Regions from separate parts of the Anas platyrhynchos genome. Here region 1 is linked to region 2. The links are chromatin contacts, called in public Hi-C maps. All regions are on one chromosome and are shown on one strand. Each heading gives the region's core, a stretch centred on a gene start, on an enhancer-like site or on the middle of the called end of the contact. The rest is flanking DNA. Distances are from core to core; before and after follow the strand shown. Region 1 holds the start of TOMM20 (translocase of outer mitochondrial membrane 20). Region 2 holds the start of TARBP1 (tRNA guanosine 2 -O-methyltransferase TARBP1).

Evidence for each region. Hi-C and Micro-C count contacts between places; a contact is called where the count stands out from the background.
Region 1: a Hi-C map of subcutaneous adipose tissue shows a contact between it and region 2, with 2.8 times the contacts expected there. The contact joins the promoter of TOMM20 here to the promoter of TARBP1 in region 2. A contact is called at or near these places in 4 of 8 Hi-C or Micro-C datasets (F1 follicle, liver, skeletal muscle and 1 more).

The regions. Positions count from the first base shown.
Region 1 is chr3:26,961,699-26,968,062 of IASCAAS_PekinDuck_T2T, reverse strand. TOMM20 (translocase of outer mitochondrial membrane 20) reads left to right here and starts at 4,413. Exons shown (of 5, transcript XM_027453760.3): 1 at 4,413-4,644. The coding sequence starts at 4,521. RBM34 (RNA binding motif protein 34) reads left to right here. Exons shown (of 11, transcript XM_038176161.2): 5 at 321-380; 6 at 955-998; 7 at 1,464-1,547; 8 at 1,734-1,797; 9 at 1,885-1,927; 10 at 3,250-3,368; 11 at 3,954-4,275. The coding sequence ends at 4,235. LOC113843398 (small nucleolar RNA SNORA14) reads left to right here and starts at 4,870; the gene lies at 4,870-5,001.
Region 2 is chr3:26,723,019-26,729,120 of IASCAAS_PekinDuck_T2T, reverse strand. It overlaps TARBP1 (tRNA guanosine 2 -O-methyltransferase TARBP1), which reads left to right and starts at 2,888. Exons shown (of 30, transcript XM_038176924.2): 1 at 2,888-3,801; 2 at 3,926-4,023; 3 at 4,903-4,972; 4 at 5,457-5,605. The coding sequence starts at 2,937.

The DNA.
Region 1 (6,364 bases), core at 3,164-5,663, 240 kb before region 2:
TGACAACTGCAAGTACAAAGCTTAAATCTGCTCCTGATTTTGAACATAAATAATATTTCAGATGGTTGCCTAAAATATTTTAAATTTATACCTTCCTCTATACTTAGGGGTGTGAATTCAGTTTTGGCAGTCTCTAACATAAGCTGCTGCTACAGGAAATACAGAAGTAGTTACAAGTTGCTTATTTTTAGTAGTCCGTAAACATACCTTGTATGAGTGAAATGAAAATAGTGTAAAAATCTTACTAGTAATTAAGTGTTCACAATAATTGTTGTCAGGACGCAAAAATACATTGAATATCTGTAATGTTTTCTGTTCAGATGCTGAAATCCCTTTTTAAAGAATATGGACAAATAGAATCCATTCGATTCCGTTCTGTGGTACGTTATTTCTTCCGCGGTTACATGGCTTTTACTTTTGTGACCTTACAGGATAGTGTTTATAAGGGTTGTACGTTCATTAAATCAGAAGCGGGTGTGGGTGGGTACATTTTACTATTAGAAGAAGCCCTGGAGATTTTACCAGAGAGACACCACAGGTGCATCTTTCCTTTCATCACATTTGACGCTTTCTGTAACAGCAGTTTGTACAGTTGGAGCTGTGTTTTCTGTCCCAGAAGGAAGCCTGTATTATTGGGGGTTTAACTAAGGTATTGTTTAGCTGTTCTTAAATTACAGGAGCTAAGGAATATTGATTGTGAATCACTGTACTGGGTACAACAGTTGAAGATAATTGTCTTGGAACTCAAGAAACATAACAGATCAGGTTAAAGCCAGCTGTGTAATTTTAAGCTACTTCTAGATCATCTCTGAGAATATCCATTTACATCATCTGCTCTGTGTACTGGCTACATTACTCTGGGTGGGAGTGGAACCCGTTTGACTTCTTTGTCTTTGAGAGCAAGCATTTGAGATAAATTGACACTAGTTAACATAAGCTCTTTTTATTTTAAAGGTTCCAGCAGAAGACACTTTATCCAAAAAGTTAGCAGCAATAAAGTAGGTTCTGCTTGTGAGTTTCATGCTTTATTTTTTAAGGCAAAAATGATCTTTAAATGTTCTTACATATTTAGCTATATTCATTCTTTCTTTTGTTTCTTTGACTTCTGAAATTACCTTTGTGTGTATGCACGTTTTTTGAGAAGTAAAAAGGTATTATGTGCCCAGTTTAGCAGTAAGGAATTAATTCTGTTAGGTTGTCTACCTCCTTGGTGAAATACAAGTGCAGTAATTGTCTTTAATTCCTTTGGGTGTATTTCTGCACTGAGGATGCTCAATCTGGGTGCAAATAGAAGCTAAGATGTACAGTGGGACTTCCTTGGACATAAGGAGCTTCTCAGCCTTTAAGAGAATTGAATTTGCTCCTGTGTGCAAAACAGAGGAGATATAAACATGTTTAACAAGTGTATCTGCACTGCACAGTATCTCAGATTTATTTAAATGCATGTCTTTTTCCTGTTCCAGGCGTAAGATTCACCCTAACGTGAAGTACATTAATGCCTACATTGTATTTAAGGAAGAATGTGACGCCATTAAGGCTCTAAAAAAGTAAGTCTTGGTTTTGCTCCTCATGTTGAAAGCGCAGAGTGCGAAGGGACAAATTTAAACTGCCACCTGTCTTTTGCTTGAATTAAAATACTTTTTTTCAAACTTAAAAAGTAAATTTGCTTTTGGAAGAGTACTATGCAGGGACACTGTAAATTAAATATTACCTTTTTCTTTTGACTCCAAAAGAAACGGAACAGAAATTGCTAGTGGATTTCACATCAGAGTTGACATTGCATCAAAAAACAGTTTGGTGAGTAATGTTTGTGACTCAAAGTAATTTTCTGTTTTTTCTTATAACAAGTAACATAGTGTCTTACCTCTTCCTTGTTTTCTTTAGCATGACAATAAACGTTCTGTATTCTTGGGAAATCTCTCATATGGTAAGTAAAATGGATTTTCATACCTCATTATTTAACACTTTTTGGAATATGTTGACATTAGGATTTTCTTTATTTATTGTTATTTCAGGGTATCTTGTTTAGGTAGCTAAATATCACTTACTGGAATTGTTAAAATAGTAGTTTTATATTTTGACTGAAACACCTAATGGGGTAAGTTTCCAGCAAGTGCTGCAGATCAATTTTCTTCTGTTACATTTCAATAACTACAAGCACTTTTTATTTCTTGTTGTTACTTGATGTTTCTTAAATACGACCAAACTGCATAGAGCCATAGCGTAATAAACTATCAGACACATGCTGGAACTTGTTTGTGAACCACTTCCAAATGACACACAGTTAGGGCTGTTTTTGATGCTGTCTGTGAGCCACGGGCTGAGTGGCTCTGTCCAGGCAGCTGCTGGCAATGGGTTGTTGCGGAGGTGCTTGCTGTGCAGTTTGGGTGAGTGCCTACTGAGTATTCAGCTGCTTCTGAGTAGATGAAAGGATCACTGCCAGGTGTGGTCCACATGAGGATATTGATGGAGTCAGGATGCTTGGGATGAGCAAGAAAAGAACAGTTTGGGCATTTGCAGTGCTCTGGAAATGACTTCAGCACCTTGAACTGCACACAGAGGTCCCATCGTTGCAATTAAACCTGTACCATTAAATTCAGACCCTCCTGTAGCACAGATGCAATTTTGGCTGTGTAAAGGGACTTACCACAGGCTGAAGTGTAGCTGTACAGAAAGGAGAGTAACCTATGTTTTAGTAGTGCTGCATCACACCTGTCTTTCCAGTTGGATAAGTATGAGACCGAGAATGCTGGTAATGGCCACATGTGAGGCTCAGTAATATTAATCCCATCTCCCCCATCCAGGTCAGTGAGCATTACGCTTCAAGAACTGCCAGCTCAAGCTTGGTGTCATCAGTTAGTAATTCTTAGAAACAGATTCCGGCATAAGAAGGAGCTACAAGAATCTTAATGAATCTTCATTTTCAGTATTTTCAAATCATAAATTAAATTATTTTTTAAAAATCTTTTGATCTTTGCCTTCATTCTCCTTTGTGATTTGTATTGTACTCTTCAAAGCTAGCAAATCGGTGAGTGTCAAAGTAAACAGCCCTTTATAAAGTCTGCATTGTCAACCAGCTGGTATTTTTCTGAACCACCAATACTTATGCACTGATACAAAAAAAAATTCTATCTAAATACATATATTGTGTACCTAAGGTGGTAAAATATAAAATATGTGGATTTGGGGTAGGCTTTTAAAGTGGTCTCTCTGACTGAGGAGACGTCTGTTTTACTGTGCTTCCTGCAGACATCAGCGATGATGCCGTGAGAGAACACTTTGCTGACTGCGGAGATGTGGTAGCAGTGCGAATTGTGCGAGACAGGCAGACCGGCATGGGGAAGGGCTTTGGCTACATTCTCTTTGAGGTACGTATGTGTGGCACGCTCAGGACACTGGGAATTCTTCAAAATCTGAGCTGGGATTTGCTTTTACAGCTTTTTCTGACCTTTTGCTATTTTGGATATGTATGTGGTACGTGGTAGCATTGTTTTGTACCTTAAAAGTAGCTTGGAAGACCGGTCCTGTGGAAGCTCATGAAAGCAAACTATTTTAGGTAAAGTACAAAGAAAAGCTGCAAAACATTGGGGTTAAAGAAATGACCTTTAAGGAAAAGATTTATAGGAGGAAAAGATGAGCTTGCTTGGTGTAACTGCAACATTCTCCCATTTCTTGTTTCAAAATATAAGCGGAATTCTTTTCTCCTGCCAGTTCTGCGGCTAGTTCTGCCCATTTAGGCTTTGTATGACTTGCTTCTCGTATTTTTCTCCCAGCCTCACCTTCCTTAGTTTACCTCCTGCAGCCCAAGACCTTTTTTACCAGTTTCTGCCTGTGTCTCTCACGCCTCGTGTAAGCTGTTTGCGAGCTCATTTTCAAGAGCATGTGGCAGCCGCGTGTCGGGAAGTCACCAGCCGGGAGCACGCTGAGGCTAAGGCGTGTGCCTGTTCCCACAGAACACGGACGCCGTGCACCTGGCTCTGAAGCTCAACGACTCGGCGCTGCAGGGGCGGAAGGTGCGTGTGAAGCGCTGCGTGGAGAAGGGCAGCGCGGCGCGGCGAGCGGCCGGCCAGCCCCGCGGCGCCAAGGGCAGGGCTCGCAGCGCGGCACCCACCCGCAGCGGCAGCGTGCACAGCGCCTCCTTCGTGGGAGAGAAGGCAGCGCCCTGCGCACGGGGCGCCAGGACCAAGAGACTGAGAAAAGGCGCTGCCAAGAGGAGACCCGGGAAGAAGAAATAGCCCCGGACGCGGCGCTGTGTTAATAAAGCCTCGGTGCGGAGCTGCTGGGCTGTTGGGTGCTCTGCCTGCTGCCTCCCTCCCTGCCCGCACCCGGAGCCCGCCGGCCGCGCATGCGCCGTGGGGCGGGGCGGGAGCGCGGCGGCGGCGGCCGATGACGCGAGGTGGGAGGGAGCGGGTGGGGGCGCGTCGGAAGCGCGTCGCGGCGTCGCCTTCCGCTGCCCGCCCGGCCCAAGGTGCCTGCGGAGCTCGGCGGCGCCGCGGGGCCGTCGGTGGGCGCCGCGCGCCATGATGGTGGGCAGGACCAGCGCCATCGCCGCGGGGCTATGCGGGGCGCTCTTCATCGGGTACTGCATCTACTTCGACCGCAAGCGGCGCAGCGACCCCAACTTCAAGAGCCGCCTGCGGGAGCGTGAGTGTCCGCGCCGCGCAACCGGCACCAGCGGGACCCAACGGCTCCCCCCGCGCCGTTGCATTTCTGTTGCAGCCGTTACGGCCGTGGCGCCCCTTCCCGCCCGGGCCCGGCACGTGGCGGCCGCGCGGCGCCCTCCCGCCGGCGGGAAACAGCGGAGGGGGGAGGGGGCGTCCTGAGGCGGGGGTGGGTGAAGGGGATTTATGGGGCTGCATCTCGCCCCCGCCGCATTCTGAAACCCTCCTGGCGGCCTCGGCCCTGGCCGCCAGGATAAGAATGAATGCCAGAGGAAAAGGGCGATCATCCAAAACGTGGAGCTCCGCCCGTGGCTCGCCGTTATTTCACGTCCTCGACACTGGCTCCGTGTCACGGCCACATCGGGGTGGGCGCCCCGAGCAGCCCAAACGGGCCCCTCCTGCCGTGGGGAGAGGGGCAGGCACCCTGCAGTAACCGAGCAGATCAGAAAGCACTCAAATTCCCAGAAATCACTCAAATTCCCAGAAATGCCCCTCAGGGTAGGCTTCCCCAGCAAGCGCACCCAGCCTGGCGGCCGTGCTCACGTGGGGAGCACCGCAGCAGCACGGTGTGGTGGTGGCCTGGCCTCCAGGCACTTCTCACCCCACGCTGCAAGGCATCGACGATTTTCAGTACAGTGAGCTGGAGTTCATTTGTCTCGCAGCAGAAACCTAGGTTTCAGCGGTGTAATTGGCTGTGTAGGAGAGAGGGTACTGGATTACATAAGATTTTTTACAGAACCATCCAAAGTGATCTTTGCATCCTGTTGTTTTCGTTAGGTGGGCTTCTGCCAGGTATAATGTTCTGAACAAACCTTAGGCTGGCTCTAAAAATTATGCTGAGGGACTTGCTGGGATTAAGAACTGACTTTTTCTTTAAAAATGGAAAAAATCTGCTGTGTTTTGGTAAGAAGTAGCTGTTCTTTGGAGAACTCAACTGAAAGACCTCAGATCCTTCTGCGCGATACGCTGCTTCTAGATGGGAGGCTTTAGGTAATATTCAGGACGCAATGCTGTAACTTTGCAGCTTGGAGGCTTCTGTGGTGTTATCAGTGACCAGATCGTTACAGAATTTTTGCCGTTGGATGGTGAAGCTCACTCTGAAATACTGGGCAAAAGCAAGGCCCAGTGCAGCAGCCCTTCCTTGGGTGAAGATGTGCTGCTTCTTGGGCAACAGCAGGAGCGTTGTATTAAAAAACTGTGGAAACCATCTTTAGAATGGGTAAACATTCTTAGGATAAGATTATTTTTCAGCCTCTGTAGTGCAGTGTCACCAGACTTTAGGAGGGACAGGGGCTCCCAGGTGTCAGCAGATTTCCAGTTGTATTTGCTCAAACACTGGCAAACAAATGAAGATCTGATACTATTTTGCCATCCCAGTTACATTTTATATCCTTTTGTTTGGGATGTGCTGGGGCTAAATATTGCATTGGGAAATCCCATAATAAAAATGAAGTGCCTGGATTCAGGTTTCAGGAAAAAAATGGAAGTCTCCAAGGATGCAGGGACTTTGGTTTTCCAGATGTCTTAATCTTGCTTAATTAGTGGGTATGGTGTTCTTACTTCAGTTTTTGTGTTCCTAGTTCTGGTCCTTAATTGTATTTAATCTTGGGACCAGAAGATTGGAACGCTGTAAACATCTGGAGCTGGCTAGTTTCTGCAGCTTTAGTTTAAGATGATTTTACATGAGTTTGCTGTTCTCCTTG
Region 2 (6,102 bases), core at 1,639-4,138:
ACTGTGGAAAAGTCATCATGTTCATGGAGTGTCTACTGAAGTATAAAATTTGTGGAACCTTCTCTTGGCATTTGGCAGAACCACCACTACTGTTCCTATTGTTAACATACTGCTAATAGCAAACGTAAAGCTTGCTACGTATGGACTGACTAGATTGTTAGGTATTATCGAGTGTCTTTCTGCTGCATTCAGCACCAGCCAAGAAGGGAAAAATATTTCCTTTTGATGATACCTATTGTTCCTTTTTGCTCTCTTAACTCCGTAACCACTTTTTTTTTTTTTTTTTTTTTTTTTTTTTCCCTGCATCACATTCTGCTCAGATGCTCCCCAGCCTAATCTCCCATGGGCTTAATTTCTCACCCACTTCTTTTTGTCTGAAAAAATGATCTGCAGTAAACCAGTCCAAATTTAAATGCTGATGTTTAAGTTGATGTAATAGGGCTTTAGAATTGGCACCCCATTGTCATAAAAATAATAGCAAGGATGAAATCAGGCAATAATGGAGACCAGCAAAGCACCTAGTATTTTATTGTATTGATTATTACATGTTGTACAGACCTTTAATGCTTCATTCAGTTAAGTCCTACAGGTGCCTGGAAGAGAAGACAGATTGAAATAAAGAAATGACCCCTTTTCAGGACTTATTCAGACCTGCTGAAAGAAACACCCACAATTCATCTTGACTGCATGATGTAAGAAATGAAGAACTTTGAAGAAAGACATCAGAGCAACTGGAAGAGCAGACAAAATGTATTATGGCATGAAAGAGATTTCAGCTGCAAGCATCCCATTTAGTAATTTTGTATATTCTGTCATTCCTCCTCTGAAAAAATGTCGTTTTTTGGGGTTTGTGTGTGTGTGTGTGTGTGTGTGTGTGTGTGTGTGTGAAACAAAGCGCTATATTTTACTTTACATTTAAATAAATGTATGAATTTCAATTGTTCTCTTAAGCTTTTTCTGGATTATGTATTTTATATGTAACTAAATACACGCAGACTGTGAAGGCATATGGAAACCACGTTAACTAGCAGGTCTAAAATAGTTCTTTTTCCCCTTCTTTTTCTGGAATTTACCTCATAGGCAGTCAGTCACACTATAGGTCCCTTGCAGTAACAAGCTTCAGCTCTTCTGCAGTCAGTAGACTCTCAAAGATCACAAATTTCAAAAATGTATCGGGGAAGTGTGTAGCCAGGGAAAGGAGAGAGACTATACTTGTGTGATTTGGAGAAAAAGATCAAGTGGGAGCTCACAGTGAAAACTTCAAGAGGCCTTTTTCATTAGATGCCTGAGAAGTTAGCCATGGTAACTCCCATATCCATCAGAAACTGTGCTTTCCTAGTGCTGCTGTGCAGGGAATCTGCTGTCCTTTGCTTTCATGGGACCAGAAAGTTCCACGTTTGCCTCTCTCTGTGACATCTTCCCGGAGAGCAGTCTGTGACCATTTTCGAAGTGCTGTGAAAAAAAAGATAGAAATTAGAAATTACACCCCCTGGAAATCAGCCTGCTTTCCTTTTTCCCTTTTGGCTACATCAAACTGCCCTGGTCCCCACGCCAGCTGCTGGCACACAGCTAAGGAGCTAACGGCATGGTGCCAGTGCCCTGTTTTCCTACAGTTTTCCCGGGGCAGATGCAGGGCATTCAGGTAGGCTTCACAGCCACGACTATGGGTCAGATCTTGAAACTAGAAAGTGTTTTATGGGGCAGATGAAGGGCTCTCAGGTAGGCTTCATGGCCATGATCATGGGTCATATATGGAGTGGTAATTCATGTCGAGAAGATGGTTGATATTAATGAAGAAAGGGGAGATGTGCGAGTGTGGCCATGGGGGTTGGCAAGCCCTGTGGTTGATGATAACATTAGACTCTGAACGATGAGGTCATCAGGAATGTAAAAGAGTTTAGAAGGAACAAAGAAGGGTGATTCAGGAGACTCTATGCAGTCTTGGGTTGCTTGTTCTCCAGAGGTTGAGGCATGGAAGTTTCTCTGTGTTTGCTGTTGCTGTTATATGCAAAGTTGTTTGACCGATGAAAAGTTGTTTTTGAAAAGGACTGCTGTGGGGAGAAGGGTATACGAGAGAAGCCTGTTCTCAAGAAGAAAAAAAAAAAGAAAAGAAAAGAAAAAAAAGACTGAAAGTCTGCTACGCCATGGGCCCCTCTGCCGCTACAGCCATCGCAGGCCTTTGCTGTTCCGCCCCCTGGTGACCTGGACGTGCCTTTTGACCCAGGCCTATTGGCCTTGAAAAGGAGATGGATATGCTTTTGTTCGATCCAGGAAGAACGGGATACGTAAGGCCCAAAGGCCGAGTTGCTTGACAACTTAAAGCGAGACATATTGTTCAAAGGGAATGGAAAATGGAGACTTGTTTGTAATCAAGAAAAGGAATGGAAAATGGAGACTGTTCAGTCATGGAACTTAAAGGATTGTTTGTTACCTTTTCTGATTGTATGTATGTATAGGCGTACTTGGGTTTAGTATGTAAAGCAATGTTCTGTATGTTTAGAATGTTTGATGTTCATGTGTGCGTGTTGGTAGAGCGTAGACTCCCTGCACACCCAGCACTGTTTACTTGCCTTTTATACCTTTTAGAAATATTCTTTTTATAAATATTACTACATTCAGATTGAGACTTCATTTATAACAATGGCCACGATCACGGGTCAGGTCTGGAAACTAGAAAATACTTTATTTATTGGAACAGACGGCAACAGCAAGCACGGGCGAACACCACACTTTGCGCACTACACCTGGTGGGAAGGAGACCCCCACCCCGTCCCCAACCCCTCCCGCTGCCCCCCAACATGGCGGCCCCTCCCTCCCTCCCCTCAGCGGGACGCAGCGGCCCGGCCCCGCCTCCCCACCCCTCCGCACCGGGGCCGCGCCTGCGCACCGGCCCCGCACCGAGCCGAGCCGCACCGCGCCGAGTCCCCTCCCTCAGCATGGAGGTGGTGCTGGCCGACGCGCTGCTGGCCCGCGGCGGCGACCCCTGCGCGCTGCTGCGGGCCGTGTGCGCGCCGCTGTCGGCCGAGCGCGCGGAGGCGCTGCGCCTGCTGCTGCAGCGCCTGGCGGCGGCGGCCGAGGGCGAGGGCGAGGGGCAGGCGGCGGCGGGCGAGGCGCTGCGGCGGGCAGCCTGGGAGGTGGCGCTGGAGCGCTGCCGGCCGCTGCTGCGGCTCGGGGAAGGGGCGGCCGGGGGGGCGGCGTGCGCCGAGCGGCTGCGGCTGTGCCGGGCGCTGCGGGGCGCGCTGCGGCACTGCGTGCAGCTCTGCGGGGCGCCGCTGGCCGCACGCCTGGCCCGCGACGCGCTGGCCGAGCTGGAGGGAGGAGGAGGAGGCGGTGGGGCAGGAGCCGAGGCGGCGGTGGAGGCGCTGGCGGCGGCGGCGCCTTGGCTGGAGGAGCCGGCGCTGGTGGCGCGGAGCGTGGCGGCGGCGCTGGCGCTGCTGCGGGACGACGGCGAGGCCGAGGCGGCGGCGGCGCTGGCGGCCGGGCGGCTGCTGCCGGCGCTGGGCGGCAACGGCGAGGCGCTGGGCCGCGTCTGGGAGGGGCTGCTGGGGGCCGGCGGGGAGCCCCCCGGGGCCGGGCGGGCGCTGCTGGCGCTGAGCGCCCTGTGCGACGCGCTGCTGCCCCGCGGCGCCGCGGCAGGGCCCGACGCCAGGCTCTGCCCTCGCTTCTGGAGGCTGGTGCAGCAGGGGCTGGCCCGCGGGGACGGGCTGTGCCGCAGGAGGGCCCGCTACCTGCTGAAGAGGGCCGTGGATCTCTGCGGGGGGCAGGCAGCCTGCCTGCGCTGCCCCCCCGACGGCGGGGACGGTAAGGATGGGGGGGAGGCACCGCGTCGCCTCCCGGCCCCTGCTGTGTGTGTGGCCCCCTCCCCGGAGGGCTCCTGTGGCACCGCCTCAGCGCGGTGTCAGCGAGCTGTCTGCGTTGCCTGCAGAGCCCAGCCTCTTCTGGTGGTCTGCCGAGGAGAACGAGGCGCTGCTGCGCTTCTGGGAGACCTACATCTTGGTGCTGGAAACCCTGGAGGGAAACCAGGTGAGGGCGCCGGAAAGCCTGGGGGCAGCTCCTGCGCCATAGCTTCTGGCCCCTACAGTATAAGCATTTACAGTTTGGGCCATTGAAGGCGTTTAAGCATCGTCAGGCATGATTCATTTTGAATTTTAATCTTTAAAATGCAGCAAGCATAGTTTGGAATGCATTCCCATCTCTCTCTGAAATCTGGTTACGGCTGTGCATTGAACTAAGGAAGGAAAACCCAGGTTGCAGCTTATTGCAAGACCCGTTGGGTTACCCAGCGAGGTAACCCATTTCTCAGCAAAAATCAGGCTATTACACTCAGTAACCTCTTCTTAGTAGAGGACACTACATCTCCAAGTAAAGCACTTTGTGCCCTTGGATGGAAGTAATTCCAAGTTTGACTCAGAGGCCGGTGAACTTGGTAGAAAGATTGCTTTTGACCTGAGACCCTCTGCAGTTGCATGGTATAAATTAGTTGTGATTACCTGTTTGTAGTTTACTTATCTTGCATTATTTGTGCATGATTGTCCTGTAACTGAGAGAATAGTCATTATCAAAGCGTTTAACTTCAGAGGTTTGTGCTGTTTGATTTGAAAGCTTCACATTCTAATTGTGATGAATAGAAGGGTTGGTTATTGGGAAGGATTACCATTATGATACAGTAGCAAAGAAGTAACAATTCGTCTTAATCTGTAGCCTACGATTTCCTGTTGCACACCAAGTCCTTGGATGAGTTGCACAGGCATTGCAGAGTATGTTTGTTTATTTAAATGCAGTTTTATTGTCAATTGCTACATTGATGCTATTGACAGTAAATTCTAGCTCATGACTAAGTGCCAGTTCTTAGATTTGAAATTGTAAACTGACTACTTACATTGTATCTGATTTGCATTTCAGATCCATGTCATAAAGCCAGTATTACCAAAACTAAACAGTTTATACGAACATGCTATATCAGGGGAAAAAGGTAAGACAACATTTTCTGAAGCATCTCTAAAGTATTAGGTGATTAACTCTCACTTTTTTCTTCATTTTATTTGCAGCTTTTTGTTAAGTTTTCACTGTCAGTGCTGTTCTGAGATGCAGCAACAAGAAATCCTACCATATTGCTTATTATCTTATTCTGAAGTTGTTTCTTTTTCTTTTTTTTTTTTTTCCCTGCTAGCAGAACTAACTACCTGGCACTTCCCCTCTATGTTTTGTTTTACTTGAGCATTTACTTTTTTGTTGTTGTTGTTGTTGTTTTTTTTTAATGGGAGATTTAGTAGGATATTTTTATAAATCTAGCAGCTGTAATAATCTTTCTGAAGTGTGTTGTGTATTGACTATCGCGTTATCCAGAATGTCAACGTCTTGTATGTGTGTTTGATGAATTTCCTTAAAACATAGATTTGTAAAAAGAGTATACTAATGCGTCACTGTTAATTTTGAAGAGTTTGCTTTTGTAACAGGTTGTTGGTTGTTTCACCCATCATGGCACATGTGCATCTATAAAAGAATGTTTGAGAGTGAGAATAAGACATTGACAAAGGAAGGCATCCTTCATTTTTTAGAGCTTTATGAAACAAAGCATCTCCCCAATTCTCTTGGCTTTTCGGAGGTAAGGATTTTACGGTTACTTGCCAGAACAAGTAGATGTTCTAACTTGTAATGTATCTTAATGCTGATTGCATCAGTGGTGTTGGAATTAGGCATATTCTGTAAAAATACCCTCTTATTTACCTGTGTGAGTGATGGCTATATTCGTAAGTGATGTCAAATATAAAATGAATTGGAAAATAGCCAGGCTGCAGTGAATGGGTTCTTAAGTACAGTCATTCATTCACATATTTGAAGCTAATGCTCTAACTAAATGTACGACCCAATTTATTGAAATTTTTTATCAAGGGTTACATTAGTAGGGGAATGATTGATGCTTCAGACTTCCATGGTTCCTGATCTTCTCCAAAATTATTAGATCAATTGATTGAGCAGTTTTGGGTATTATTAAAACAATTGGTTGAACAGGGTTTTGGGTAAACTTGGTCTACAGACTTTGCCTGTGCACAGTATCTCCTATTTAAGGACTGAATTTTAAGATCCATTGCTAGATAACTC